Regions from separate parts of the Mus musculus genome. Here all the other regions are linked to region 2. Evidence: chromatin contacts called from public Hi-C and HiChIP or PLAC-seq data. All regions are on one chromosome and are shown on one strand. Each heading gives the region's core, a stretch centred on a gene start, on an enhancer-like site or on the middle of the called end of the contact. The rest is flanking DNA. Distances are from core to core; before and after follow the strand shown.

The links. A called contact is a pair of places that touch in the nucleus more often than the background predicts. HiChIP or PLAC-seq counts read pairs in DNA pulled down with a chosen protein or histone mark.
Region 1: a Hi-C map of the N1E-115 cell line shows a contact between it and region 2, with 10 times the contacts expected there. The contact joins two enhancer-like sites. A contact is called at or near these places in 3 of 39 promoter capture datasets (the C10 cell line, embryonic stem cells and hippocampal neurons), 5 of 15 datasets of contacts at CTCF or cohesin (the NIH/3T3 cell line, embryonic stem cells, hippocampal excitatory neurons and 2 more), 193 of 484 Hi-C or Micro-C datasets (the AtT-20 cell line, B cells, the BV-2 cell line and 95 more), 29 of 115 datasets of contacts at active chromatin or transcription factors (PVALB interneurons, SST interneurons, T-cell acute lymphoblastic leukemia and 19 more) and 3 of 9 other capture datasets (embryonic stem cells, embryonic trunk and pancreatic islet).
Region 3: a contact with region 2 is called in an H3K4me3 HiChIP or PLAC-seq map of forebrain, with 6 times the contacts expected there. The contact joins two enhancer-like sites. A contact is called at or near these places in 1 of 484 Hi-C or Micro-C datasets (the N1E-115 cell line), 9 of 115 datasets of contacts at active chromatin or transcription factors (embryonic basal ganglia, embryonic forebrain, embryonic hindbrain and 5 more) and 1 of 9 other capture datasets (pancreatic islet).
Region 4: a contact with region 2 is called in an H3K27ac HiChIP or PLAC-seq map of SST interneurons, with 8 times the contacts expected there. The contact joins two enhancer-like sites. A contact is called at or near these places in 1 of 484 Hi-C or Micro-C datasets (muscle stem cells) and 11 of 115 datasets of contacts at active chromatin or transcription factors (SST interneurons, craniofacial prominence, embryonic basal ganglia and 8 more).
Region 5: a contact with region 2 is called in a Hi-C map of cerebellum, with 2.8 times the contacts expected there. The contact joins two enhancer-like sites. A contact is called at or near these places in 2 of 39 promoter capture datasets (embryonic stem cells and hippocampal neurons), 3 of 15 datasets of contacts at CTCF or cohesin (embryonic stem cells, hippocampal excitatory neurons and stem cell-derived epiblast-like cells), 162 of 484 Hi-C or Micro-C datasets (the AtT-20 cell line, B cells, the BV-2 cell line and 81 more), 22 of 115 datasets of contacts at active chromatin or transcription factors (PVALB interneurons, SST interneurons, T-cell acute lymphoblastic leukemia and 16 more) and 3 of 9 other capture datasets (embryonic stem cells, embryonic trunk and pancreatic islet).

Annotation. Positions count from the first base shown.
Region 1 is chr5:117,501,960-117,507,560 of GRCm38.p6, reverse strand. It overlaps Ksr2 (kinase suppressor of ras 2), which reads right to left. Exons shown (of 20, transcript NM_001312914.1): 3 at 1,922-2,072. Among named protein-coding and RNA genes, the nearest start is that of Gm42013, 20 kb to the right of the region's middle. Within about 2 kb of position 1,785, at least 17 of the 459 cell types and tissues checked have an H3K27ac peak or open chromatin away from gene starts, as enhancers often do. A contact at or near this core is called in the N1E-115 cell line, cortical neurons, differentiating embryonic stem cells and 1 more, where this site is marked.
Region 2 is chr5:117,839,442-117,845,542 of GRCm38.p6, reverse strand. No RefSeq gene overlaps it. Among named protein-coding and RNA genes, the nearest start is that of Nos1, 24 kb to the left of the region's middle. Within about 2 kb of position 3,347, at least 58 of the 459 cell types and tissues checked have an H3K27ac peak or open chromatin away from gene starts, as enhancers often do. A contact at or near this core is called in the N1E-115 cell line, SST interneurons, cerebellar granule neurons and 7 more, where this site is marked.
Region 3 is chr5:117,564,627-117,570,868 of GRCm38.p6, reverse strand. The region is part of intron 4 of Ksr2 (kinase suppressor of ras 2); the gene reads right to left. Among named protein-coding and RNA genes, the nearest start is that of Gm42013, 83 kb to the right of the region's middle. Within about 2 kb of position 4,393, at least 21 of the 459 cell types and tissues checked have an H3K27ac peak or open chromatin away from gene starts, as enhancers often do. A contact at or near this core is called in the N1E-115 cell line and forebrain, where this site is marked.
Region 4 is chr5:117,544,222-117,549,744 of GRCm38.p6, reverse strand. All of the region lies in intron 3 of Ksr2 (kinase suppressor of ras 2), which reads right to left. Among named protein-coding and RNA genes, the nearest start is that of Gm42013, 63 kb to the right of the region's middle. Within about 2 kb of position 2,679, at least 7 of the 459 cell types and tissues checked have an H3K27ac peak or open chromatin away from gene starts, as enhancers often do. A contact at or near this core is called in SST interneurons, where this site is marked.
Region 5 is chr5:117,521,359-117,527,135 of GRCm38.p6, reverse strand. The region is part of intron 3 of Ksr2 (kinase suppressor of ras 2); the gene reads right to left. Among named protein-coding and RNA genes, the nearest start is that of Gm42013, 40 kb to the right of the region's middle. Within about 2 kb of position 3,930, at least 7 of the 459 cell types and tissues checked have an H3K27ac peak or open chromatin away from gene starts, as enhancers often do. A contact at or near this core is called in the N1E-115 cell line, cerebellar granule neurons, cerebellum and 2 more, where this site is marked.

The DNA of each region.
Region 1 (5,601 bases), core at 536-3,035, 340 kb after region 2:
AGAGAAACCCTGTCAACAAGAAGAAGAAGAAGAAGAAGAAGAAGAAGAAGAAGAAGGAGAAGGAGAAGGAGAAGGAGAAGGAGAAGGAGAAGGAGAAGGAGAAGGAGAAGGAGAAGGAGAAGGAGGGGGAGGGGGAGGGGGAGGGGGAGGGGGAGGGGGAGGGGGAGGGGGAGGGGGAGGGGGAGGGGGAGGGGGAGGGGGAGGGGGGAGCAGACACCCGATTGAGAAGCCATCTGGCCCTCAGAGAGATAAGGAAACAGCAATCCAGAGGGAACTCTCCAGGAAGCAACATCCATCATCGCGAACATCTCCTCCTGTGACATCCTAGAGATGCGCTCTCTTAAGACAGCAGTTCTCTCAGGACTGGAGGAAAACAGGAGACAGGGGAAGCATCCAGAGCAGGAGCCAGGGTAGAGGAGCGGGGCTAGAACACAGCCACAAGGAGCCACGCGGAGAAGCAGACTGCTAGGCAGGAAACTATTCCTGGGATCACACTGGGATTTGGTGCAGTTTGGAGGGCGGCACACATACATGTTCATGTCTGTACGTCCGTGTGGAGACCAGAGTGGACCTCGGCCAACCCCTTCCATGCTATCCACCTTATTTGTTTGTGGGATTTTCAGTTTGGGGTTTTCTTTTGTTTTGTTTTGTATTTTGAGACTGAGTCTCTCGCAAACTGGAACTGGCTGGGTAGGCAGGGCTCCCTGACCAGCAGGCCTCGGGTATCAGCCAGTCATGCCTCCCTGGCCCTGAGATTGACCAACCTAAGCCACCACAACTGTCTTGTTCTTAACGTGGGATCTTAAAATGGAGCGGAAGTCATCAGGCCTGCGCGCTGGAACCCTGTTCTATCTGGTTCACTGCTGGGTCCTCCGCCCTCCTGCCATATTCACAGTCACTCCGTAAATTGTAATTGCGGGTTGCATATTGACTAACCAGAGTTAAGAATTAACAGCCATCAGATTGGGCCGGTCCTGTGGTCGACGGCGCCACCTTGTGGTGAGAACTGAAATGACAGGGCCGATATTTGTAACAATTTGTAGAGAGCCCAGAAGCAACCTTCAGCAGGCTGCAGCTCACACCATGGGTTTCCTTCCGTTTCCTTCTGAGACATGGTCTCCAGCATCCTACTTTGGCTTCAAACTCCCTGTGTAGCCAAGGATGATCTTGCGCTCCAGCTCCTCTTGCTTCAACCTCCCAAGTGCCGGCCGGGGTTGTAGGCATGCCCACTACACCCCATTTATGAGGTGCTGGGGATCAAACCCGGAGTCTTGTGTCTACTAGGCAAGCATCCTACCAGTTAACTGAGCCACAGCTCTAACCCTGCATCACAGTTTTGAGCAAGCGATTGGACGGAGCCAGGGGGGTAAATGATGACATGTTTAGATCGTAAAATAATAAAGCAAAGGTCACAGAATTTAACTTGGGACCTCTTGTATGGAGAGAGAGAGACAGAGACAGAGAGAAAGGGGGAGAGAGAGAAAGAGCAGTATGTACTCACTGGTGTGAAAGGATTGTGCCAAGCGCCAAGAGAATATACTAAAATAACAACTTCTGGTCCCTGGAGCAGCTACAACCTGATTTCTGTTACAAAGAATGTATAGTGTCTGTGCACAGAAATAACCAGAACATATTCAGCATACAAAGCCACTTCTGGACGACTGAGGGGGGAAGATGCCGGCCTCCCTTGTACAGCCAAGATTACCACATCTGAACCGTAATTATCCAGGACCCACTTTGAGCCATCCTCTGCGGGGCGAGGTCCAAGCCCCGCCCACTTCCACCTCTCACAGACATCTCCGCCCCTAAAGCTGGCTTTGGTATCCAGAGCCCATTCTCTTCCGTGCTGGCCTGCACAGGAAGCTTGAAGGACAGTGGCCGACCAGCTGGGGGGACAATCCCGAATGCCTGGACTGCTCACCTGATTTGTGCACATTCCTGAGGCAGGAGAGTGAGGCGTTGAGCCGGGCGCACTCTTCCTGGTTGGCTCCATACTTCTCCACGGTCTCACACACCTGCTCGTCGGTCATCTCCAGGAGGTCCTCCAAGCTCAGCTGGTCAGGGGAGATCTCCTAGAGGAGGGGACAAAGGCAGTCAGCTGGACATGAACCCAAGCGCCCTGCCCAAGGGAATGGAGTGGTGTCTCTCAATCGCCCTCTTGTGGCACTCAGGAGAACTGCAGAGGGAACCAGCAGGGAGCGTCCACACTGCCCTCTGCTGGTAGCCAGTGAAAGATGCTCCACTATGCAAAAACTTGGCTGAATCTGGGGTTGAGTCTCCTCCTCCCACTTGCCACTTGGACAAATCATTTAACTTGTCTGGGCCTTGTTCTCACTTATCAAATGGAAGTGCCGAGCGTAGGTGATCGCTCAGTACATGATCAACAGTCCGCACTCACAGTCCAGGTTTGAAACCCGGGAGAGACAGGCCCTGTTTCATACTTCTGGGAGTAGATACCTCAGCTGAATTTGGCCGGGAGGAGGGGGTGCGGGGGAGGGGACTCAGAACAAGCCAGCTAGACATAAATCCGAGTTTCATTGGCTGGCCTCTGATCTTGGCTTCCCTAGAAGAAGACCTATGGATAGCTTGAGGCTGGAAATGAATCTTGAAAAGTACTGAGCACCATGAGCTGAGGAATAGTATAGAACAGGGAAAAGGACCTCTCTAAACAAAGGAGCTGGGGATAGAAGCAGGATTCCAAAGAGTCCCCTCCTTAAACAATGTCATAAATAAATCTGCAAACACTGACTGCCAATCAAGCTTTGATTTTTACTAGCCTTCAAGTGTCTCTACATATACAATAAGAACCTTCATTCGTATTATCTATGGTAGCCAAGGACCTTATACACTCATAGTATATTATTATTTAATAAGTTTTATAAATCTATGAGTGGTGATGCACAGGCAATTTAGTGGGCTCCTTCTGCCCTCTTGTGGCCATGACTGTGTATTACAATAAAATATAGATTTCACGGAAAGCAGAGTCTATAAATTTCATAAATTCCATTTTTCATACACACGCACACACACACACAAAGCTACAGGGCAAAGCCAACACCCCGAGAGTGACTGTGAAGTCAGGACGGGGACAGGAGGTAGCAACTGGGTCACCTAGAGACAAGTAAGAACACAGTGTAGGTAAACCTCCTTCAGCTGGACTCTGTACAGGGGATGCAGGATGAACGTTTAGAACAAGGCTGTTCTAGTTTGATCCCGGATGCTCTCACAAAATACTCTGGCCATTTGCAGCTTGGGAGGGAGGGAGGGCTTAGGGGGCTTACACTTCCAGGTCACAGTCGTCCACTGAGGGTGCTGCCTCTTTGTTACAGCCCAGGCCCAGGCCTGTCTGCCTAGGGATGGCACCACCCACAGTGGGCTGGGCTTGCCTGCATGATTAAGCAATCAAGACATTGCTCTCAGATGTGGCCACAGGATATCCTGATAAAGACTAATTTATTCTGATTCAATTCTGAATTTTTTCAGGTGACTTTGGACTGTGGAGTAGACAGTGGTTGATCAGTAGGACAGATATACAATCTAAAGCCTTCTTCGTGCTGCAGGACCTGACTGTACATTTTAATGCTATGATTTCAAAGTGTGTGAGTGTGTGTGTGTGTGTGTGTGTGTGTGTGTGTGTGTGTGTGTGTGTGTGTGTGTGTGGTCAGCTTACCCTGAAGTGTGTGTGTTTTTGTGTGTGGTTATACCCTGAGTAGTGTGTGGTCAGATTACTCTGAAGTGTGTGTGTGTGTGTGTGTGTGTGTGTGTGTGTGTGTGTGTGTGTGTGTGTGGTTAGCTTACCCTGAAGTGTGTGTGTGTGTGTGTGTGTGTGGTGTCAGATTACCCTAAAGTGTGTGTGTGTGTGTGTGTGTGTGTGTGTGTGTGTGTGTGTGGTCAAATCACCCTAATGCTTAGGCTCACACATTTATGGCTCAAAGGTGAAGAAAGCCATAACAACCTGAGCCAAAGAAAGGAATTTTGTGGGCTGGAGAGATGGCTCAGAGGTTAGGAGCACTGATTGCTCTTCCAGAGGTCCTGAGTTCAATTCCCAGCAACCACATGGTGGCTCACAACCATCTGTAATGACATCCGATGTCCTCTTCTGGTGTCTCTAAAGAGAGTAACAGTGTACTCATGTAAAATAAATAAATCTTAAAAAAAAAAAAAAAGAAAGAAAGGAATTTTGTGCATGTTTTGGTAAAATAATCCCAGCTGGGACAATGTCTCCAATACTCAACACAGACTTCCTTATACTGTTAGGAGAGCGTGTGAAAGTAAAGGGATGTGTGCACATGTATGTGCATCAGTACATGTATTGCATCAGTACATGTATGCAGGGTATGTATATGTGTACGTGTGGGTGTCTGTGTAAGTTTGTGAGTGTACATATACATGTGGATGGGGGAGGGGCTTCCAGAGGTATGTATGGATGTGTGTGGATAAGTGTGCATATGTATTGCGAATTTGTGTGATATGTGTACTGTGTGAGTGTCTATGTACATGTGTGTATGTGTGCATATTTGTGCTTTATTGGGGAACTGGATCAGACTGTCACATATGCCGGGTAAGGCCTCTACCACTGAACTGTATCCTCAGCAAAAAAGGCTTATCACTGCCTGGAGAACAGGATGCCAAAACGCAGACAAGTTAAACCCTTAGCCCAAGTCACACAGCAAGAGAGTAATGGAAGCAGCATTTGAACCCAGGGCAAGTCTCACAGCTGTTGCCCTAGTTCCCTCATGAGAGCACCCTCTGGTGGACAAGCATGTGAACTGCAGCCAGGGAGCCTTCTCACCTCACCGACAGGTGACGGTCTCAGAGTCCCTTGCCTGGAAACTATGAGCTTCAAAGGGGGAAGCCTCGGGGACCAAACTGTGCCAACTGTGGTTCATCACATCATAAAAGGATTCTCTTCTATATAATCAATATTTGTAGCTTTGAAATCAGAGCTCTTGAGTCTTTAGAAAAGAAGTTTTAAGACACTGGGTCAAAATAAAATTTTGAGGATCAGATCTCATCAGTCAAACTGTCTGCCCAACAGATAGTTTGAAGACCACACTTTTCAACCCCTTTCTAGAAGACGTATCTCTGCCTTGCCTGCCCTACAAGGCACCCTTGAGATAGATAGATAGATAGATAGAGCCCCAAAGCCTTTCAAAAGTGCCCCCAGCTGTGCAATTAAAATGTGCCATCGTGCTTAGTTTGTCAACTGGACACAATCTAGAGTCACATAGGAACAGAGTCTCAATCAAGGATTGTGTAGATCAGTTTGGCTGCTGGGCAAGTCGGGGGAGGGGGTGTCCTGGTTATGTGAATTAGCATGGGAAGCCCTGCCCACTATGGGTGGCACTACTCCCTAGGCTTAAGATCCCAGACTATAAAAAAGGGGGAAAGTGAACCAAACTCTGCCTCGAATGCATTCGTTCTATCTCTGCTAGGCAGTGAGTGTGACTGGCTGCTTCATTTCCTGCGTCTCTGACTTTCGGCAGTGATGGGGTGTGACCTGGAATCATAAGTCAATCAACCCCGACCCCCAAATTTGCTTTCCTCACAGCAACCGATTGGAAAGGAAACTTAAACCTGCCTTTTTCATTCTTTCCAAAG
Region 2 (6,101 bases), core at 2,098-4,597:
CACATGACCTCTCCAAATACTAGTTTCCCTCTCCTTCGAGGAGGTCAGGAACTGAAGGCTTTAGAATCTTCTGGAAAGACTCGATTTAAATGCAGAGAATTCATATCTCCTGAAGGAGAGGAGGACTCTGCAGAGGGGTTCGAGTATCTCTGATTCCGGCTAATGGCTCTGACATTGCTGGTCTGCTGGGAAGGTGTTTGATGGTCACTAAATTGGAAGATGTCTAATGGTGGTCAGACATCAGAAAGAGACAAGAGGGCATGCCCATTCCTTCTGTAGCCTTCACATTATTAAGCACGCGTGGCCCCACATTGTTTTGGGGGTGGGAAAGCATGCCCCTTTGTGGAAACAGCCTGTGTGAGAATTACCCCTGAAATGCAACCTCTCCTGTGAGCACATGTCGCCTTGCCTGTTGTTCTTAACTGCATTCTGCTGAAGTATACCCTCCCCAGACCTATGGGAAACCTGAGTGACAGGCAGTGAGCCGAGAGCTGTCACAAGACACCGAGAGAGAGAGAGAGAGAGAGAGAGAGAGAGAGAGAGAGAGAGAGAGAGAGAGAGAGAGAGAGAGAGAGAGAGAGAGAGAGAGAGAGAGAGAGAGAGAGAATATGAATGAGAAAACATGGCACAAATTTCTTCACGCTTTTAAAATCTAGGCAAGCTGACCCCCAAGCAGTCCCTGTGAGGGATGGAAGTATTCAAAACACTTTTCCCCCAGCACCTTGGACAGCTCCTCAAAGCCTGGCCTAGAGAACCCCTGGGGATTTTCTACCTTAGTGCACCCCCACTGACCTCCTAGGCTCTCAGTTTTCCCCAAAGGTTGGTCCAAAGAGATAGAGCCTTTGGGGGCTGGCAGTGTCCATTTGGGGAGAATGGTGAAGAGATTCTAGGGCTCATGTCTGCACCTCCCAACTTGGATTTTTTTCCCTCTCTTTTTATTTAAAAAGAAAAAGAAAAAGAAAAATCAACAGCTGTAACACAGGACTGGTGTCTCCAGAACCCCTGTTACAGACATCTCAACATCTTTAAAACAGTTTTGTGTAGGAGTGATTGCTCTCATTTGGCAGACAGTGGGGCTAAAGCTCAGAGATGTTAAGTGACCAATTGGACAGTCACACTACCGTGGGGTCCTCAGCTTCAGACAGAAATCTACAACAGGTCTCCTCTATGCTGCTTGCTCTTTTCCTACAAGGTCTGGAATTTGGGGGAGGGTTTTCCAGACTTTATACATCTGGAAGCAAATCCATGTGCACAAAAGTGGGGTACAGGTTGGGCTGGCTATGGATGAACGCCCCCGCCGATTAGGAAGCCGGTGAAGGTCTTCTTGTTGACTATGGGCAACTGGCTTGGTTTGCCCTCTCCCAGGTTCTACATCTGCAAATCGAGGTGCAGGTAGTTATCCTAGGTATTGGGAAAGCCAAGCTATTCCAGATGCATCCTGTATGCCCTGTATGCAGTAGACACTTGCAGCATGCGCAAAGCCTCGCGTCCCTCAGTTTCTTCTAGAATCTGGGCTGGGGCAGTGATATTGGCAATCATGGGAGAACTTGTGAAGGATTCGCAAACCTTTCTGCTGAGACAACCCCCCCCCCCAATGATGAAGAGTGGGCTTGACCCCTATTCCATTCTGGCATATGCCCCAAGTTTAAAAAAACAACCCCCCCAAGATAACCTCCATTTAAAATAAAGAAAAGCAAAAATCCAATCAAGAAAACCAATTCTCTAGGAAGCTGTGCTAATGCCACCCCCCAAAACCTGCTTTTTTGCTCTGATCTCAGTTTGGGTAGGGATGGACAAGGGGGTACTTCCCCCCACACTCCCTTTGGAGGGGTTCTCTCCTGTCCTCCCTACTCTTGTGGTAGATACTTCCTGGGTACCCCGGGGTTGCCTGCATATCACCCCTGCCACCCTTGTGTATGAAGCAAGGGTTGGGTTTCCTAGGAGTCAGACAACATTTCTAGAGTCTCGTCTGCAGCAAAATGTGATGCATCTCTCCAGGGGCTGCTTGGACAGACTGGGAGAGGGAGGTGGGCACAGCCTTAATTACCCTCCAGAGGACCGTCGGTTTAGTTTATGGGAACCCACAAGACGCTGAGGTCCCAGGATCTATCCTGGGTTACATCAGACCCGACCACCAGTAATATTTCCTGCGGACTTAGCACTTGCCCATAGCTTCACGTAAACGTTTACGATGTTTTAAAGGTTTGCCAACAAATCCCCAGGAAAGGGCCACTTCTCTGTTTCACGCACTGCACGAGAAAAACAGAGGCTTAGAGAGAGGGAGAAGAGACTTACCAGAAACGGTAGCTCTAGGATTAGAACCCCAGGGGCATCACTCTACGGTCCCTGCTGGGGCTGTACACCTGTGTGAGCCTCTGTTGCTCCAGAAAACCAGGTTCACAGTGTGTAGACAGCCGTGGATGCTGAGGCTACCTTGCCCTTAGGGTGAAGGCAAGCTTCCCACTTCCTTGTTCCCTAGGGCACGACCCAAGAGTCCTGTGAGGACCCAAGTGTCCGCGAGTGTCCAGGGAAGCTAGGTCTCCTGGAAACCCTGTCTCACCCCTGAACCATTTGGATGCAAGGCAGGGATCCCGAGCCCTGGCGGACTGACCCTCTTCTGCTCTGGGAACCATCGGAGCGATCTTAACCGTCTCCTTGGCGGGAGAGGTGAACTTTCCGGGTTGTGGGGGAATAGCTGCTTCACTGGATCATGCCAGCCGCGGGAGCACAGGGCTGATGGGACAAAGTTGGAAAGCAAAGAACAGCGCTCCAGCAAATCCACCCTGCAGCTGGGTCTCCCCTCTGGCCAAGCCAGAGTCTCCAACAGAGTCACGGGGGGGGGGGCGGCAGGGGGTGTCTGGAGAGAGGAGGAACGGGTCTCTTGGAGGAGGAGGTGACTGAAAGTTGAGGCCCCCCGCAGGTGCCAAGGTCCCCAGGGTTGTGTATCCCCCCAGCTTAAGGCTATGTGCGTACGCCCCTGGGGTCAAGATTGCCTGGGGTTACGATCGGATTTCTACCATTGTGACACGGAGGTTGGGAACGTGCAGGGAATGGGTGGGAGGGTCCCTTGCCCTTGTAAAGTTGGAGCGAGGAGGCAGGACCCACCTTTCCAGGAGCTCACAGCCTGGACTCGGGTACGCCCCATTGCCCGGAGAGCCAGGCCGCCAAGGAGAGCCAAGTTGGGGCGCACACCGCCCGCCGGAGCTGGAGCGCAGGTCCCTGAGAAGGTACATGGGATACCTTGGGTCCAAGGCTGAGAACTCACCTGCTGCCGAGCCCGCGCAGTTCCAGGGCTGTGGATCACGCTGTTCACCCCGTCTTCCGCGCCTCCTCCTCCCGCAGCTGCTGAGCGCGCGGATCCAGAGCCTTGCTCCGGGGCAGGATGCTCCGGGCTCCAACAGCGCCACAGGGTAGGAGCTTCCAGAGCGAGCGCTCCCCGCCCCCCTCCCAGCCTCTTGCTCCCGCCTCGCTCCGCTCTAGCCTAGCCAAGTTCAGGACTGGAAGCTGCCAGCTTCCCCTTGCGCAACCTGGCTCACCCCGGCCGCAGCTGCCCCTAGTAGCAGCCGCTGTGCTAAGTAGCCGCTCGCGCCCTGCGGCTGCATCAATACGCAGGGACCGCGCAGCGAGCTCAGTGAGGGTCGTGAGGGGGAATTTATTTCTTAATGTCCCTGCTTTATCCTATCACCGCTGAAACGAATTAGTGGTGACGTCCAACCGGCTGGTTTATGGGCGTGGGGAGGGAGACGTCGCAACCCTCATTAAAAGGGCCGCTCTGGGCTTGGAAGCATACATCTTTTATGTAACCTAATTTCCATTTTTTTCTATCAGAAAAAAAAAAATCAACACATACACAGACAATGAAGAAATTGGGGACCCTAAAGGGGACTGGATGTAGTGACCACAGCGGGGAGAGAGGCTCTTTTGGGCAGAGGAAGATCTAGCTGAGGCAGGTGGTTGTCTCTATCCTACCTGGTGGAAAGATTCCTTAATGGGACAACTAGAGCATAGCCCCTCAGGGCAGGGCAGGAAGCCCCTCACGGAGCCAGCAGAAACCAGCCTGGAATACGGTTCTGGTTCTTGGGTGGGCAGACGTTCTGGAAAGGATGCCTGATTCTGTTCTTTTTTTTTTTTTTTTTCCCTCCCCGGAGCAGAGTGTATGCATGGCATCTGAGAGGGGTGTGAACCCTCCCTGGGGGTCTTTATTCCCCTATGGCTGGGAGACCCCCAGTGCCAGGAGAGGCCAGGAGCTAGGCTGGAGGAGGGGCAGACTCAGAGAACTCCTTTTCTTCCTTTCTTAGGGGCTCTAACATATGGGTAACCATATAAACCCGTCTTCAAAGCTGTTTCTTCCTGGACAGATTGCACAGGCGGTTTTGCATTTAGCTGTCGCTGTTGCTCACATACTCTTGGGGTAAAAGTGTGTGTGTGTGTGTGTGTGTGTGTGTGTGTCGGGGTTGGGGGTGGGGGTGTTGGACTTAAGGAAGGGGAGGATTCAGACCCAAACAACAGACTCACACACACCCAGGCACCTGGCTGCTATCTTTGTCTTCCCGTGGAAGGCACCGCACACCCAGAGTACGATCTGCACGGGTCAAGGGCCAGGCTGCCCCTCCCTGTCTCTCATAAATAGTCTTCAGATATCTTACATGGCAAGTCTGAGGAAAAGGGGTGTAACCTTGAGGGGGGGTTCAGGAAGAAGACTGAGGGGGTGGGGGGAGGAGGGGAACATAAGAAAAAGCTGGTGGGGGTGTGAAGAGGCCGTGCCCAGGGAGGGCCTGAGAGATTCCATCGGCCTCCAGGGCTCTGCCACTTCCTGACTGGGTGTGCCAAGTCTGAAGCCTGCTTCCTGAGCCTGCTGTGGGTCTTGGGGCTGTGGCAAGGCTGGTTTGGTCAAAGGATGGTGGTGATGCTCTCAGTTTAGTGTCTGGCATACAGTAACCCATTGTGAGAAAAACAGCCATCCATGTGACTCCCACAAGGACCAGCTATACGTCCACGAGTGTCCCATAAGAAGAGGTTGGAGAGAGTCCTTGCAGCCTGGGCCCAGCTTATGCCTGATCCCTTTCAAAGTTAAGCATTGGGCTTCCATGGTGTTGGGTCTCCACACTGCTCCTTCAATTACCATGGCAACTAGGGAAAAAAATCAGGAAGCCAGGAAGGGAGGCTGCTTCTCCACTGGGCTGGCAGTTCACCTGCTCCAGAGCCTCGCTTGCTCGCTCGCTCCTGCGCCTGCCTGCTGTGTAGGAGTTGGGGCGGTAGAGGTATACAGAGCGAGCAGTCTTCTATCCTGGCTGTGAGGACGAAGGGTGGTCAGTAGGGAAGGCAGAGCTATGACATGTGGGGTCAGGGCCAAAGCTGGGCTGTGCCTGTAGCAGCAGAGTTGGCCTCTTGGGGGAGGAGGGGACAGAAATCCCTTTGCTCCCAGTTCTGTCCTCCTTGCTAGGCGTTCTGGTACAAGTGTTGTGAAGCAGGACCGAGAGGTTCTGGGACCCTGCTGGAAGGACAGATCCTGAGCCCAGAAGAGGCGCCTGCTACCATGAGGAGTCGTGTGCGTGTGCGTGTGCGTGTGCGTGTGCGTGTGCGTGTGTGTGTGTGTGTGTGTGTGTGTGTGTATTTGGGAGGAGGGGAGATACAGAGGAATAGAGACAGAAATAGATGTAGGTATTTATACAAGAGACAGAGATAGTGCCCCAGACAGATAGACAGACAGACACAGACACACTCACACTCATTTTCACAGGTTAAGGAGATTAGGGTGTAGAACAGCTACTGTGTTAGAAAGGAGCACAGTCCTCGCTTCACGCTCGCTCTCATTTTTCTGGTTTGGAGCCAAGCCCTCTACAGATACACAGCTCGTTGGATTGTCACCAACACGACAAGAAGTGGCTCCCTTCCTCACTCCTGCTTGATGGAGGGGACATCAGAGGAGGCTCTGGAAACAGTCTCCTCTACCTCCCTAAGTAGAGGACGAGGAAGTGGGATATAAGAGGAAGTAGATCCTGGCTAGGGGAGGGGGGCGTGGCTCAGAGGTAGCAATCTCTGATGGGCAGGAACATCTAGGTTCCATCTCCAACTCTAATAGTAAACAAAAGACAGGGCTC
Region 3 (6,242 bases), core at 3,144-5,643, 280 kb after region 2:
GACTCATGCGAGCTCCTCTTAACCCGCACGTTTGTTATGGCAGCTATAGGGAGATGCATCTTTGGATGCATTAGAACAGAGGTTGCCTACAACAACAGTGTAGAAGTGTTCTCACTCCCGACTGCAAAGAAAACCGAAAACAAAACAAAACAAAACAAAACAAAAGAAAAAAAAAAAACAAGCAAAACAACTGGTCAGAAACCAGCATGCCCTGAGAAGAAAACCTTAACTAGAGAATTGTTGAGATCATGTTGGACTGTGGGCATGTCTGTGAGGGAATGTCTTAACTGTCCATTGAGATGGGTGGATCCATCCCGGCCCACTGTGGGCAACGCCATTCCCTAGGCCGGTAATCCTGAACCATTTAAGGAAGCAGGCAGCATGGGTGGGTTCCTTTCTCTCTGCTCTTGACTGCAGATGGGATGTGACTGGATGCCTGAGTTCCCATTTTGACTTGCTTCCAACGATGACTTGGGACCTGGCATTGTAAGCTGAATAAACCTTTTCCTCCCTTACGATGCTCTGTGTTAGAGTGTCACAGCCACAGACATTAAACTTAAAGTGAACAGTGACGGATGTTTTCAACCACTGGCTCTCACATTACCCTACCCTGCAGGATCAAGGCTAGAAGAAACGGAAGTGTGCTCTGTCAGGGATGACCCTGCCTTGAGGGAGCTGAGGAATAAGATCTCAACATGAAGCTGGTTTTCTTAGTTGTTCTATGCTGCGAACCTGGGGAAATCATTCATTCATTCATTCATTCATTCATCCATTAAATACTTCCTGAGCCTTCATCTATAGACTCCAAGCTGTGTCGAAAGGTTTGATCCTCTGGTACCTTTCTGGGCAAGGAGGCAAGAACCATCTCTTAAAAAGAGATGCTGACAAACCTGCCTTGTGGACTGATGCAGGGCAATGCTAGAACACACGGAGCTGTAAACACTGGCTACTTCTGATATCAACTGTCTGGTCTCTGATATTAGAATATACAGGCAGAAAGTTGTGGGGTTGGCCTCCTGAAAGGGGAACCATGGCCACTCACAGAGGCCGCCTTCCTGATGTCCAAAAGATGATCCCAAAGACAACACTGGGTCTAGAAAGGACAGCTACGCATCTGCCTCCTGAAATCCATTGATTGGCTGGTCCCTTAAGAAAAGCTTCCCAGAATCATGATGGAGCAGGGCCTGTCTGGAGGTCCAGAGGGTTGTTAACGGGTTTACATCTTCCTCTATTAATTTGAGTTAATGAATACCTCCAGCCTACAGGGAACAGGAGTGGGGGTGGGACAGGGCTCATTATGAACAACCAGAAAGTTTCCGGCCACATTGGGTTTAAATGGCACAGGCCTAAGCCACCCATCAGGAGCTGTCACCTGGCCCTTGGAGGTGTCTGGTACTGGAAGAGGGTCTGTGGCTCTGTTCTCGGTCAGCAGCCACCAGAAGCAGATGGCCATGCCTCCCATTGGCTTCCGCTCAGCCTTGCCACCAGAACCACACTGCTGTGTGTGTGGTGTTCTGGGAAGCTCGGGGCACACCTGCAAGAATTAATTAATGACAAAGAGGAAGGAAAGCATTCTGAGTAGCTAGACCAAAGTCTGGAGGTCAAAATGTAGTACAGCTAAAAGCATGCATGACAAGTGATGGCCCTCCTCACAGAGAGCCCTTCTAGAAAGTTCCCTACTGAGTGACTCAGAGTAAACCTGGGATCTTACTTAACCCTCTGGCCATCTCTCTCTCTCTCTCTCTCTCTCTCTCTCTGATTCTCTCTGTTTCTCTCTCTCCTTCCCTCCCTCCTTTCTGTCTCTGTCTCTCTCTGTCTCTCTCTATCTCTCTCTGTCTCTGTCTCTCTCTCTCTCTCTCTCTCTCTCTCTCTCACACACACACACACACACACACACACACACACACACACTAGTCACTTTCCAAAGTGACCCTAGTTCCAGGCACTAGCACCTCCCACTCTCCTGCCTGGGTATGCCCTCCTTTCTTTACCTGAACCCCTCTCCTCTCAGATTAGGCATAGACAAACTTCAAGTCAAAGGGCCAATCTGGCCCACCCCTTGTTCTTATAAATAAAACTTTATTGGAATGTGCCCATAGCCATCATTTGCATACTGTCCATGGTTGCTTTTCTTCTCAACTAGCAGAGTTAGAATGACCCCAGTGGAGACCAGAGAGATGCAGAAAGCCTGATACCTTTACCCCCTAGCTCCTTACAGAACTGTCTGCAGGCCCCTGTGTTAGAGGACAGTTCTCTGGGAAGCTGTTACTGGCTCAAAGGAAAAAGAAAAAAAAAAAAACAAACCAGTCTTAAATGAGTATCGTCTAGATTTGTTTCCCCTACCAGTCTTTCTCCACTGAATTATGCCTGATGATTTCTCTGTCTCTTCTAGGTCACGATCCTCTTAAAGAAAGAGTTTAGGTCACCAAGAAGATGGCTCAGCAGAGTGTGCAAACATGAGTGAGCACCAGCGCCCAGGTAAGCAGCCAGGTGGTAGCATCCAGATGCAGCCCAGAGATGGGTGAAGGAACGAAAGCAGACAGCAGATCAGTTCCCGGGAACTCGCTGGTCAATCAGTGTAGCCAGTTCAGTGGGACACCCTGTCTCCAAAAGTGAGATAGCAAGCAAAGGGGAGGTCACCTGATAATGACCTCTGCCTACCCTGTCACACACACGAGCACACACATGCACACACTCATACACACACACCAATAACAACAACACATGATCTCTGCCTACCCTGTCACACACACATGCACAAACATACACACACATACACACACAACAAAACATGATCTCTGCCTACCCTGTCACACACACAACAACAACAACATATTAAAAACAAAGTTTGTGGAGTTGTTGTTTTTTTTTAATCTGTATTCCCTGGACTCTTACAGGGACCTCTGACAACTCACAGGTCATGCATGACAGGTGATAGCCCTCCTTACAGAGAACCCTTCTAGGAGGCCAAGCATATACATATATGTTAACATATACATGTGTGTGTACATATATAGTGATACATAGGTAGGTAGGTAGGTAGGTAGGTAGGTAGGTAGGTAGGTAGGTAGATAGATAGACAGACAGACAGACAGATAGATAGAGACAGTCAGAAGACATACAGGCAGACAGGAAGAGTGAGAAAACAAACAACTGTCTTAATACTGGACAACCCAACGACAGCATTAAATAAAACTGAACTAACCCGCATTGCTGGCAACTTTCTCAGGAGACTGGCTAATTCTAGGCTCCGTTGTCAGCACCTGGGAAACAGGGCTCAGGTGCTCACCAGAGAAGCCTTTCTGGGGCATGGCATCACCCAGGCACTCTGAAACATGCCACGTGTACATGTATGTGTGAGAGAGTCCCAAGCAGACAGCCTTCTGTGACACTCTCACTTTGACAGGACCTAGAGTCACCTGTGAGGCACCCTGCTGACCAGTTTTAAATGTGAGTGGTGCCATCTTTTTTTTTTAGATATATTTATTTTATGTATAGGAGTACACTGTAGTTGTCTTCTGACACACCAGAAGAGGACATCAGATCCCACTACGGATGGGTGTGAACCACCAGGTGGTTGCTGGGATTTGAACTCAGGACCTCTGGAAGAGCAGTCAGTGCTCTTAACCACTGAACCATCTCTCCAGCTATCTTGTAGTTTGCTCAGTCCATCAACGTAGTACCATGGGAGTCTGTGAGCTGAGCTGCATTCATCCCTCTCTGCTTCCTAGGTGGAGGCCAGCTGCATCACACCCCCGCTGCTATGGCAATGCCATAGCAATGAACTGTGGGCTTTCAAACTGCGAACCAAAGCAACTCCCTTTCCTTAAGCTGCCCGTGTCAGATACCTTGCCACAGCAACAAGACAAGTACTCCAGCTTCTGTCTGGGATGTGGTGGTCCTGATCCCATCCTAGGACAGACCCAGAATTGATTGTCCTCTCATCCAATACACACACCCATGTCCCCTTCATGAGGTTGATCTTCACTGTTATGTGGCTGCCTGTGTCTGGCAGCTGAGGCCACACCCTTGACCCGGGGTGGCTCCACCTCCACGGCCTCCAATTTCTGCATATACTTTGAGGATGCTAGCTGTCCCCAGCCATGGTCTCATCTGCCTCAATGTAACCATTCCACCCTACCCTACTATCTGTTACCCACCATCTTAAATCAAAGCCTCAGGCAGCTGCCCTCTGTGATACATTGTGCCATCTGGGAGCCAGGCACGAGGGGAAAGCTGGCCTTGGAAGGAATTCTGATGCCCCCATCTATTATACTAAAAGGTTCGTTTCAGAGCCTATTAAATAGGTCGGAGAACCAGATACGGAGCAGAGACTCTCTCCCAGCCTACAGTGAACAGATTCCTGGCTTTTAATTTGGCAAGCAAGTGACATTTCCTCCCAGAAGGCAGGCACTGCTGGCTGAGCAGAGAAAGGAGAAAAACTCAACCGATTACCACAGAGCAAGATAAAAGGAAGCCATAAATCCTACCAACAAATGAAGCCCTCCAGGGCAGCAACACTTTGTTGTACACCGCTGAGCCTCTGTATCTCAGAACTTCAGTCCCGAGACTCATCCTCAAGCACACGAACCCCTTGCTCCAGGGGTGTTCATCAGCTCTGGGTCCACGTGAGCAGCAGAGCCCATAGGATTAGTGTGGGGGTGATCTGGGGGGAAAGGGCTTCTCCATAAGACAGTCCCAGCGCCATTATCACACAGGGTACCTCAAGTGTCAGCTAAGACTGGGTAGAAACGTGTGTGTGTGTGTGTGTGTGTGTGTGTGTGCGTGTGCATGTGTGTGTGTGTGTGAGTGTGTGTGTGTGTGTGTGTGTGTGTGTGGAAGAGAGAGAGAGAGTGAGAGAGAGAGAGAGAGAGAGAGTATGTGTGTGAGTGACTGTGTATCTGTATATGTGTGTTTGAGTGTGCTTGATTGCGTGTATGAGTGTGAGTGTGTGAGCATGAGTGTGTGTGTGCCTGTGTGTGAAAGTGTGTGCAAACATATGTCTGTGTGAGTTTATATGTGAATGTGTGTGAGTGTATATGAATGTATATGCATGTGTGACTGTGTATCTGTAGATATGTGTGTCTGTGCGTGTGTCTGAGTGTGTATGAGTGTGGGTGTGTGAGCACGAGTGTGTGTGTGTGTGTATGCCTGTGTGTGAAAGTGTGTGTGTAAATATGTGTCTGTGTGTGTGAGTGTATGTGCATGTGTGTGAGTGTGTCTGTGAGCGTGAGTGTGAATCTGTGGGAGTGTGTGAATGTGTGAGCATGTGTGTGAGTGTGTATCTGTGTGTGAGTGTGTGTCAGCATGTGTGTGAGTATATGTGAGTATGTGTGTGTGTGTAAGAGCATGAGTGTGTCTGTGTGTGTTTGCGTGTGTGTTGATAAGTACTGATACCCAGGATGGTAAGTGTCCTGTTACATCACTCTCAGCCTTAACTCCTTTGATACAGGTCTCTCTCTTAATCTGGGGCTAGGCTGGAAGCCATCAAGCCCTAGCCATCTGCCTGTCTCACATAGCACTTGGATACCAGGTGCAGCAGCCAGACCCCACCTTTTCTGTGGGCACAGGGCTCAGAACTCAGGCCCCCACGCCTCTGCAGAGAGTGTTGGTACCACTGATCCATATCCGCAGCCCTGGCTTTGGTGTTTTGAGACAGTTTCACTTTGTAGCTCAGGCTGTCCTTGAACTCACAATATAGCACAGGTCGACCTCCAGCTTAGGACAATCCTTCTGCCTCAGGGTTCTGAATGCCAAAATTATAGGCAGGCACCAACACACCCATCACTAAATACACCTAAATAGTTTAAGGACCGTTCTTGCCCACTCTTCTGCTCTTCCTTTCTTTCTTCCTTCCTTTCTTCCTTTCTTTCTTTCTTTCTTTCTTTCTTTCTTTCTTTCTTTCTTTCTTTCTTTCTTTCTTTCTTTCTTTCATGGAGGAAAGCCTACATGCATGTGGATGTCAGAGGACAACTTGTGGGTATTGGCTCTCTCCTTCCACCATCTAGGTCCCTGGGTACTGGCATCAATCAACCAGCAATAAAACTCCTCTTTGACAGAAGCCAGTACTGAACACACAGACCTCTTTCCTGCCAATATCATCAGACCCTGGTAACCCAGCTACTCACACTGTGTCAGCTCCCTTAACCAGCCTTGGGCTGATTTCACGCGTGGGAATTCTATCCCAATGCAATGTGGTTTTACAAGCAACCGAGCATCCAGGATGTCGGATTGTCCCACAT
Region 4 (5,523 bases), core at 1,430-3,929, 300 kb after region 2:
ACATCAGACCCCAGAGGTAAGGCTTGCCCCCACCAGTAACCACCGTCTTCTCCCCTCCTCTCCTGCCCTCAGCAGCTACAATGACAGGGCTGCCCCGTCATCATGCCACACAGGGTGTCAGTGTCTGGTTCACTCTGTGTGGTTTATTCATACAGCAGCACGGCTGAGTGCTTCCTTTTCATGGCTGAGGTCAACACTGGAATCATAGCTTGGTTCTCTGCTCAGCAACCGATGGACACGGCACACCGTCACGTTGACTTTCACCGTGCCAGGAGGAACACACATGAACCGGTATTGTGTGGCTATCTGTCTCCAATACTTGGGAGTGTAAAGTAGAAGTGGAATTGCTAGGCCAGGTGGTAACTCTCTTTAACCTCCCGAGAAACCGCTACACCATCTTCCTGGTTGGCTATGGCATTCTTCATTCCCACCAGCCGCATGGAGCCGCTCTCATTCTTTTCCCATCCCTTTACTACTGATTTTACCATAACCATCATCACCATTACCACCCTCATCAACAGTATCATCACCTCCCCCATCATCACCACCACTTTCTCCATCACCACCATCACCTCCATCACCAGCATCATCACCACTGTCGTCACCACCATTGCCAGCCATGCGGGTGTTTAGCAAAGCACATGTATCAATGGCCTCAGCTGAAAACACCCAGTGTTGACCATGGCCCAGGTCCCTCCCTGCCTCCTTTTCTCCCCCTACCTTACTTTATTACACTCTCGTTACAATCTTCTCACATTGCTGAGGACGTTAAAGCTCTGAGGAAAGTTGAGTCCCCTGTCCAAGGCTGAGATCAATCCCACTCAGTCATGATATCCTCCACGTCGGACTCAATCCTCTCAGCCCGAAGGATTAAATATCCAAAATTGGAACCCTTCCCCCATTTCCACTGGCTTTAGTGTGTTCCTACTGCTGGGTATTGGGAGCTGACATTGGCCAGAACCCTGCTTGTGATGAGTTCCCTGGGCTGACACGCCCACCCCAGCCCTGCTACCCCTGCAGGAGCTGCAGTTATCATTATGGATATTTATTTATTTGTGTATCATTTCTACCACTTTGTCTTGATGTATAAGTCCGATCGTGTTCCAGTAGATCTTTGACAACTGATTTGAACAGCTAAGGAGCCATGGGTTCAAGTGGTCACAATGCTTCTGTCATCCACACACACCATGCTCCCTAAGGATGAGGTGCTCCCTTACGCTGAAGTGCTCCCTAATGCTGGGGTGCTCCCTAACATTGAGGATGTGAGCCATGACCCACACAGATGTCCTAGGTGGGACCATGCTCTGCATGGGCCACTGACACACATAGACCCACACAGAATGTCAGCAGGGACTTCCATGCCCTATGGGCAACAACAGCAGAGATTTCCTCCTCCTCCTTCTCTTCCTCCTTGTCCATCACCATTCCACAGAGGTGCTGGATCTAACTGTCACTCCTTGCAAGCTCCACGCATGAGCTCTTTGCTTTCCTTACATTGCCTTTTCGCCTCCCAGAAGTGCTTCATGGCTTCTCACTGCCACACCCACTGTATCAACTTCACCACACCTATGCTCTGGGAATAAGGCTCATTTGGTTCTAACCCCGTTACTTGAATAAAAGCAGCACAGCACCCCCACAGCGGAGAGCATCTGAACGAAGAGAGCATGTGAACAACGAATGGGAGGGTAGCATACACAGGGTGGACACGCCCACCAAGGATCAAGAAATAGGGTTTCTAAATGATCCATGAGAGGGTAATGCGTGCATCATCGATGCCCCGAGAGCTGATTGGATAGCCGAGAGGGCATCCAAGCAACCAAGAGAAGGATAGCACACGCAATGTGGGCTCATCTCGCAGATCGACTCCCCATGCCCCAGACAGGTAGAGCAGGATAGCTCAAGGCTTTCCCATGCTACTCAGAACAATGCACAAGGCAAAACCTGTGGATGATCAGAGGATGTTTTCTCAATTGACTGTGGGTCACTGAAACTGCAGAACACAGAAATGTAGGGGGCGCTGGCAGTGGGGAGGGAACGCCTGTGCCACTTGTTTTTTTAAGTTAGGAAGAAAGTAGGTTAGAGCCGGGCGTGGTGGCGCACGCCTTTAATCCCAGCACTCAAGAGGCAGAGGCAGGCCGATTTTTGAGTTTGAGGCCAGTCTGGTCTACAGAGTGAGTTCCAGGACAGCCAGGGCTACACAGAGAAACCCTGTCTCAAAAAACCAAAAAAAAAAAAAAAAAAGGAAGGAAGGAAGGAAGGAAGGAAGGAAGGAAGGAAGGGAGAAAGCAGGGTAGGAAGCCTTTGCATGGACAAATGTCCACTTGTGACAGACACTTCCCAAGAGGCTAGCCTTGACACACCTCGGGCTGAGGCTATCCAAGGTAGAATGGGTCTATGTTAATTCTGCCTCCTTCGGCTGACATCCTAATGACAGCTGTACCTTTCTCCACAGTCAGCACTCCTGGGACAAGCCACCACATGAGCCTCAGAGCAGGGACATAACAGCAGCATAAGCAAGGACTCTTCCTGCCCAGCCCAGAACCCGAGAGAAGCCCAGGAGAAAGCCCAACAGCAGGCGGAGACAGACTGGGAAAAGCTGACCTCTGAGACGGGGCTAATTCCAGAAAGTTCCGTCACTCTAACAACAGTCTGCCTCCCTTGAGTGACAGGCGTTATATTAGTTCTTCAGCTGCTTGTGTCTGCGGATTCCAGAGAGCCGAAGGCAACATCAGACGCCTCGGGCGCCTCAAGGTTCGCTATTTTTATCTCTAGATGAGTGACGTTTGGGAGAGGGTTTCCAAACCCCTCAGTCCTCCTGCTCGCTGCCGCGCAGCTTCAGCAAGGCCACCGCCTGTCCTCACGGCTCAGTCTCCCCACACAGACAGCCCCAGCAGTCTTTGTGGCTCCGTGAGCCAGGACATCAGTGTCTCCACTGTCTCCACACAGAGCCAGAAAGGGATGTGGGTGACTCGAACGGGACGGACGGACGCCGTTGGATAAACTTTGACAGATCTGTTTATCCGGTCTTCTACAGCAGACCCCAGATTCAGCCCCTACCCAGAGGTGGTCTTTCAGGTGGACACAGAGCCCAGTGGAGCCAGAGATCTGGGTTTGAATCCCAGAGTTTGACCTCTGCCTTCTATACATGCACACACACACAGGCACAGGCACGCATGTGTGCTCCAGAAAGAAAGAAAATTCTGGCACACACCACAAAACAGTTGACTTTGGAAAACAACTTGCTGGGCCAGTGAAACGGCTCAGTGGGTAAAGGTGCTTGCTGCAAAAGCCTAGCGACCTAGGTTCGAACCTGGGTAAAGGTGAAAGGAAAGAACCTGCTGTGGCAGACATACCCCATCCCACCAAAATGATGACAGCTTCTTTTAAGAAAAAACAAACAAACAAACATCGAGTTTAGGAAAGGACATGGGCACAAACCAACACAGCACAAGCTTGACCAAAGCATCCAGGACAGTCAAATGTACAAAATGGACTTTGTTCTGCCTCAGGAGCAGGGCTAGAACTGATCTGGGACTGGTGTTTTAATTTGCAATGGATGTAGGGACACACACGGGGAGTCCCAGGGCTTAGGAGCAGAGGCAGAAGGATCAGAGGTTTGGGGCTATCCTCAGCTACATAGTAAATTGGGGGCCAGCCTAGGCTACATGAGAACCTGTCTCAAAAAAAAAAAAAAAAGCAAGAAAAAATTTTAAAGGATTTCTGGTTTTGATGATGGAAAATTTCCAGGGAGAGGCAGCAGATACCATTTCCCAACAACATGTCTGCTCTTCGGGTTTCTGTATTCGCTCAGAATGGTCAAAATGACACATCCCGTTATGTATTTTTATGGCCATAGGAACACTTGTCAGTTGGATTTTTTTTTATTTAATATAACCACTGAAACATCTAAAATGACATAAGCTGAGTGTGATCTCTTCCTGTTGAACACAGGCTGTCTAGACCCAGAAGAGGAGGCAGCAGAAATCTGGAAATCCCAGATTTCATTAGCTAGTCACAATGTCACTGTGCGGAAGTGGAGACCGTCTCCTGGGGAAGATCCCCGGGAGCTTCGACTGGAAAATGAGTGACAGTTAATTAAGGAAAAGAATAAAGAACAAGTGTCCAACCCGGAGCCAACATGCCCAAGGATGTGACAGGCTGGAGAAGAACCTGAGAGCCCATGGGCCAGAGGGCAGCCCATAGGATGAGTTTAAGGGGACGGATCAAGGGGACCCATGACCACTGTGGTGAGTATTTACCCCAAAGATGGTGCCAGCTGCAGTCTCACGGTCCCAATGGCCAACCCAAATGACCCCAAGCCACTTCCCTCTGTGGTAAACCCACCACACCTGCGATCAGACCTTTGACCCTGGAGGTCAGAGATCACATCCTGGGACTTCCTGTCAGCTTCTAACATCTCAGTCCCAGGCACGTTGACTCTAGCTCTACCGGAAGGAGCTCTACGCAAGTAGGTACCCAACAGCCGCCTTCTCCTGGTTCTCTACTTGCTGCTGAGGCCCCAGCTTCCCATCCCCTGAGCTTGCAAAGCTATTTTTAGAACTCTGTGCCCCGAAGCCCAGAGATAAAGAACAATCGTGTCTTTAAAAGTATCCCTCCAGGCCCGCAAATAATTAAATCTCTTAAACTGATAAAAATCTCAGAGTGGGGCAGACCTGCTGTGTGTAGACTTCCACAACACAAATGTCATGGTCCACATAGTTCCCTCCCTCCCAAGGGACTAGCCCTAAGGGCGGCATGATGCAGGAGTTGCGGTACCACACTTGGATGGTTTCATCAGAGCCCCAGTATGTGCGCCCCAAAAGTCTAACTGCTGGAATCATGTTATTCAGAGGTAGGCCTTTGGAAGGACTATGATTTGGACATTAAACATCTCCCTTTCCAGAGACCCATGGGTTTGGAGGTGGGCGAAGGGGCGGAGCCTAAAGAGAGGTCTTCAGGTCACGCAGGAATACTCTCCATGGAGATTATGGTGTCCCACTTGCTTCTCCTCATGTTTGCTTTCTGAGAGGTGAGTAATTTCTGCTTTGTCACAGGCTCCAACAGCAACATGCTGTCTTGCTGGGACTCTAAAAGAAACACAGCCCTATAAGAATCAGGAGCGCCTGATGATGGAAGGGTCCTTTCTCCCCGGCATTTGTTAAGGTAATGAAAGCTGACTGGCAGTCACTAGTATCACAAGAGGTCACATGATGGGATTAGTGGCTTCCTGAGAAGGAAGGAGACCCAAGCTTGCGTGCTTGGTCCATCTCTCCGTGCCACACCCTTCACACGTAACACAGGAGCCTTTGCCAGAGCCTCACAGATACAAGTCATGGATGTGTGTTGAATGCCCCAGCCTTCAGAACCGTGAGGCAATGTTTTCTTTCGGGAGTGAGGTTGTTGAGAACGGAATCTCAGGCCTCATACATGCTGAGTGAGACCCAAGACCAAGCCAGACGGAAAAGGCAAAATCTGACCCAAGAGCTCGTCTCTATCCTTTTCACTACAGAGGTGGAACGGGGG
Region 5 (5,777 bases), core at 2,681-5,180, 320 kb after region 2:
GCCAGACACTGGAAAAGGGAAAAGGAAGATTTTTCTAAAAACTAAGGGAGACAAGAAAAACACTCACGTAGGCAACAAGATCACAAGCCCACTTCTAACACAAACTGCTTCTTAGGGAAGAGATCAAGCCCCTGGCTTTCTAAATATCCAGAAAATGACAAGTGACAGAGACAAGAAGCCCACGGGGTGACTCTCAAGAAGCGAAGACTGACAGAGGCATATTAGCATTTAGCAAGGGCTTGTTCAAAACACACTCATGGTCACACAGTTCCCGAAGCCCAAGGCACCATCCTCCGGGGACTCGCTGCCTATTGCAAAGCTGATCTTAGGGACCCCAGACTCTCCTCCTATTAAACAAGCCATTAAAAAAGAAGATGGGGTTGGGGCGGGGGTGGGGGGGAGGGAGACGCACACAGAGTTGAACTTTTAAAAGATTAAAAAGAGCCTGCTGTACCTTGTGCACAGGCACCAGGCCACTGCAGATATATCCTCTTTGCAACCTGTGGTCATCTCTGCACATGTACCTGGAGTCTGGGTCTCACCAGCATCACTGCCTAGGTCAGAGTTTCAGGTCCAGACACTAGAGTCTCGGCCACCTGGCCCTGATACTGACCAGCTGCTGACTAGCTGCCCCTGGCAATTCAGACCCTTGCCTCCAGTTTCTTTTCTGTTACATGAACATAAAGACAGCCATGTGACGTCACCTTGGAAAGTAAGTTGGACCACCGCCATGGGGTACCAGGCACCAAGTAGGGAGCAGAATGAGGCTGTCTACTTCTGTCTAACATATCCTTGAACACGTAGCTTCCTCGTTGTCCCTGCCTTGCTTACTGCCTTGTCAGAGACCCGTGAATGGGTCTGGAGAGATAACTCAGCAGGGACAAGGCTTACACACACAGATGAGGACCAGAGTTTGGCTCCCAACACAAGTGTAAATACTGTGGGAGCGTGGGAGCCCAGCCGTAAGCTCAGCTCTGGGGAGACAGAGACAGAAGATACCCAGAGGAAGCCAGCTAGCTGGACAGGCCAACCAGCCGGCTCTAGGTTCAGATTGATGCTCTCCTTCCATATAAGGAGAGAGAGTGACTGAAGAAGATGCACAACATTAGCTTCTGGTCTCCATGGGCATGTCCACACTTGTGCACACACTTGTGTGTGTGCGTGTGCATGTGTTTGTGTACACACTTGCCACACAGTTAAGCACATGTTTGTGCATACCTGCATGTGCATTTGCACATATTTGTGCACACATATACTGTTTGGGCTTCAGGAGACTCTCAAAAAAGTAACAAACAAGAACCAAACAGAAAACAAACAAGCAAACAAAACCTCTGTGGGGGCTTAAGGAGCAGCCCCATGGGTAGAGTGTTTGTCTAGCAGGCATGAAGCCATGAAGTTGACTCCCAGCACTGCACAAATCAGGTATGGGGAGGGGAGGCTCATGCTGTAATTCCAGCAATTGGGAGGTGGACACCAGTGGATCAGAAGCTCCGGGTCATCTTTGTCTACACATTACATTCAAAGATTCTATGTGTGAGTTGAAGAACTGTCCTTTTGTAAAAGAAGAGCCAAAGGCCCAGAGAGGCTAAGTAACTCTCCCCAGGATGACCCAGCTGGTAACAAAACAACTTTCAAAGCTCAGTTGACCAATGTCCATGATGATCTTTAGTACCTCCTATGTTAGACTTAAGTGTGACCCTCTGCCTCTGCTCTGTGGTCACAGCTCAAGCATGTTATCCACACTTTAGAGAGTACCAGTGAGAACCAGACAATCAGGGGCTCTGACCACCGCCATCTCAATCCCAGGAGTGTGGACAGTGTGCAGGGCCCGGCCCAGAACAGCACTGAGCAAGCCTCACCCCAAACTCTTGGACGGCACACCCTGCTTCCTACTTCTCCAGCTCTGACCACAAGTTTCCAAAGAACACCCAGAATCCAAAGCCCCTGCCTGTCCCCTGCGGAACTTGTCAAGTCCTTGTGGAAAACACCAGATTCCCTCTCTGTCTTTCTACCCAAATGTCCTTGGCATACCTCTGTAAAACAGAAACTATGCCCGGGAGAGCTGACATTTCCGTGGTCACTTCTAAAAGTACAAAGTCAGTCTCTGGGTCAGCGGTTCTCAACCTCTATAGGTTACGACCCCTTTGGAGGTTGGATAACCTTTCACAGGGGTCACATATCAGATATCCTGCATATCAGATATTTATATTACGATTCATAACAGTAGCAAAATTGCAGTTATGAAGTAGCAGTGAAAGAATTTTATGGCTGTGGGTCACCACCGCATGCAGAACTGTGTTAAAGGGTCACAGTGCTAAGAAGGTTGAGAACCACTGAACTAGGTCCTGAGGGACATAGCCTGCTCTAACACCACCTGCAAACAGGGTAACCTTGGCTTCCCCTCAGGACTGATGAACCAAGTCAACCACACTCTGCTCCCGCTTGGAATCAGTCACCATTGAAAATGAAGACACAGAAGTTGTCATTGTCTTCCTTAGAACCCCACCCCCGACCCCATCTCTCCCCTTTCTGACTAACCTCACCCTCTCTTTTCCTCCCCCAAGCCCTTGTCCAGGTTTGTCCCATTCCCATCTCTTCGGGTCTCACTTTGCCTCATCCCCACAGCCCACTGACAGCTTCTCCTGTACCCAGGAGGTCAGGATTCCACAACCATCAGGTACCATTGTCTTTATATCCATCTTCAATGTCCTCTGCTCCACAATTCCCCATACTTCCTCAGCCCCCCAAATTTTCCTGTTTCATCTGTCCAGTCACCTCTGCAGCTGACTCTTGCTCTGTACCTTACTGTGTCACAATTGTCCCCAAAGATAAGAATCATTCCCTAAGTCCCTTGGATCTAACACTGGCTTGGTACAATGAATGATCCACAACCACAAAAGCAACTTGAATCCACTTGTTCACAAACACTCGTGTCAGAATCAGTCAGGAAACCACAGAAATAACCAGTCAAGGGCTGGGGAACTCTGAAAATCTTTTCTGTAAAGGGCAGGATAGAATATATTTGTTGTAACCACTGAGTCTTGCCATTACAGCAGAAAGCAGAGGTAAACAATATGTAAATAAGTGGGTGTGGCTATGTTTAAATAAAACTTTATTTAAGATGCAAATGGTGGGCCAGATTTGGTATAGTTTCCTGGACCCTGAATTAGACTATTCAGTACATGAGACATGAAGCAGACAGCCTCATTGTTAGCAAAGACTCCTCTATTTTCCTGCAGACATAGATGAAAGAGGAGAGAGAGAGAGAGAGAGAGAGAGAGAGAGAGAGACCCCTCTGGCCCTTAAAGCAGCCACGGGCAGAACAAAATTTAACCCAAAGTGAGCAACAGATTCATCTAAAGAGACAAGGTGACCAGCCACCAACAGAAGATTCCAGAAGACAGGGCACTGTTTGGGCATTACCATTTCTATTATTCCTATTATTGATGCTGTCACTTCTGTTGATGCGTTCTGGCCTAACCGATGTCTAGAGAAAGAAAGAAAACAGAAGCAAAAATTAGCTGCAGGGCAGAGGGGGGGGAGGGGAGCAGAAACCCATCGGAAATTTAATTAAATAAATAGATTTCTTGACTAGGAGAGAAAGGAGATGTGACATGTTCCCAAATCTGACTTCCTGCAAGCCCCTGCTTCCTGGAGAAGTGGCAGAGTGGAGAATTGAAAACTAGCCCCCACCTCAGAACAAGTGGCTCTCCGACACCCCTATCTCATACACTCCTGTCGCACTTGATCACATCCACCCACACGGGCAGGGGCTCCTTTCTCTCTCTTACCCTCCACCAATAAACACATCGGCAGAGAAAGCCTGGGTTCTTTCTAAACTGCCTCCTGAGAGCTCACTTCTCGGCTCATGCTTTCCCCCAAACAGCCTTGCGTAACCTCTTTACTTCCAGAGATTTCATGCCTCGCCTGTTCCACGCCGACAAATGTGCCATCTGGCCAGTCTCTCACTAGAATCGGAAAGGGACAGCCAGAGCCTGTTCCTTTGTGGGTCCCTCATCCAGAAATTGGGAGCAAGAACACCAGGCTTCGGTTTGAAAGCTCCCTCAGCAGGTGATGGTGCTTACAGCCAAACCTGGAGAGCTGAGTTTGATCCTTGGACTCCTCATGGTAGGAGAGGATCAGCTCTTCAAGTTGTCCTCTGACCAAAAGTGTATGTGTGCTCGCTCCCTCGCTCCCCCTTCTTACTCTCTCTCTCTCTCTCTCTAGCATTCTCTCTCTCTCTCTCTCTCTCTCTCTCTCTCTCTCTCTCTCTCTCACACACACACACACACACACACACACACACACACACCCCAAATTGACATAATACTCTCTTTTAAATGTCCTTAGAGCTGGAGAGATGCCTTAGCGGTTAAGAGCACTGACTACTCTCCCAGAGGTCCTGAATTCAATTCCCAGCAACCACAAGGTGGCCCACAACCATCTGTAATGGTATCTGGCGCCCTCTTCTGGTGCATCTGAAGATAGCGACAGTGTATTCATAGACATAAAATAAATAAATCTTCAAATGCCCTTAATCCACAAATAAGGTAGCTGGGGAAAGTAAACTGGAGTTGGAGGAATATTCTGGGAGGACTGGGGATGGATTAAAACCATGTAGGTGTGAACACTACACAGCACGTGTAGTTGCTGCCTTGGTAGCAACAAGATACGGTTCGCCTGTATCTGATCTCATTTCATTCCCAAAACAACCCCAAGGGTGGTACTGAGAGACCAAACCAAGAACAACACACCTTGCAGGCTAAGGTTCTCTTTGCTCTTAGGACCGTTAACAAGTTCCTTCTTGTCCTGTGGTAGGTCATTCTGAGTTAAAGTTTCTATTTGCAACTAAGAATAAGTGCCTTTTTCTTGGATCCGATGTAAAGTGCAAAACATGTTTTTCAGCCTACACTAAACTGGGGACAAGATGTATAATATCCTTACCCTGTTCCTTCCCTTTCATTGTATCTTTGTAACAATGTATCAAGCCGACTCTCCCGCCCCTGTGAATGCTTTATCCCTCCTATAAAAAGGACTTCAAGAAGCCAGCAGAGGCGTCTCTCCCAAATCCCCACTTAAGGTAAGACCAGGCTGACCAGTCCCAGATGCACCCCAAAATACAACTTGCTTTAAATAGGCAACTGTGGATCTGATCTTTTTTCCTCTTGATTCTCCTCTGGTTTAACAGTATTTCCAGGCCAGGCAGTGCCAACCCAGAGAGGCCAAAGGCCACAGAGCAATCACCCTGCAGAGTCCTGGGAACACAGCAGGTACTCGATGGGTGCTGGTTCCCACTTAATGTGTGCATGAGCGGCATGCTAAGGCCAGGCCATCTTGGTCACCCTCACCTCAAGAGTCAGTGAACCCACCTCTGTTTTTAAGGACACACCAACAACGACAACAAAGGGTTTCTTTTCCCCCTATCAAGTTTGTATCATGACGGTCCAGCAAGAGAGTCAACTGAAGTGTTAATGTGGTTTTTTTTTTTTACATTTTGTTTGTTTTATTTATGTTTGTGTGTTCATGTGTGTACATGTGTAGAGGTCAGAGGACAACCTGCAGGGACGGTCTCTTCTTCTTCTATGTAGGTCTCAAGAGTCTAGCTTGTCAGCAGACAAGCACCTTGCTCTGATGAGCCATCTCACCAGCCTCTAACTGGCTTTTGTGTGCAGAGATGATGCCCACATCTCTGGTACAACGCAGCCCACTGACAAAACTCCCAATAGACTCTCAGAGGACGGGCCAGCATCCAGCTGGCATTGCAGAGCAAGCCAGGG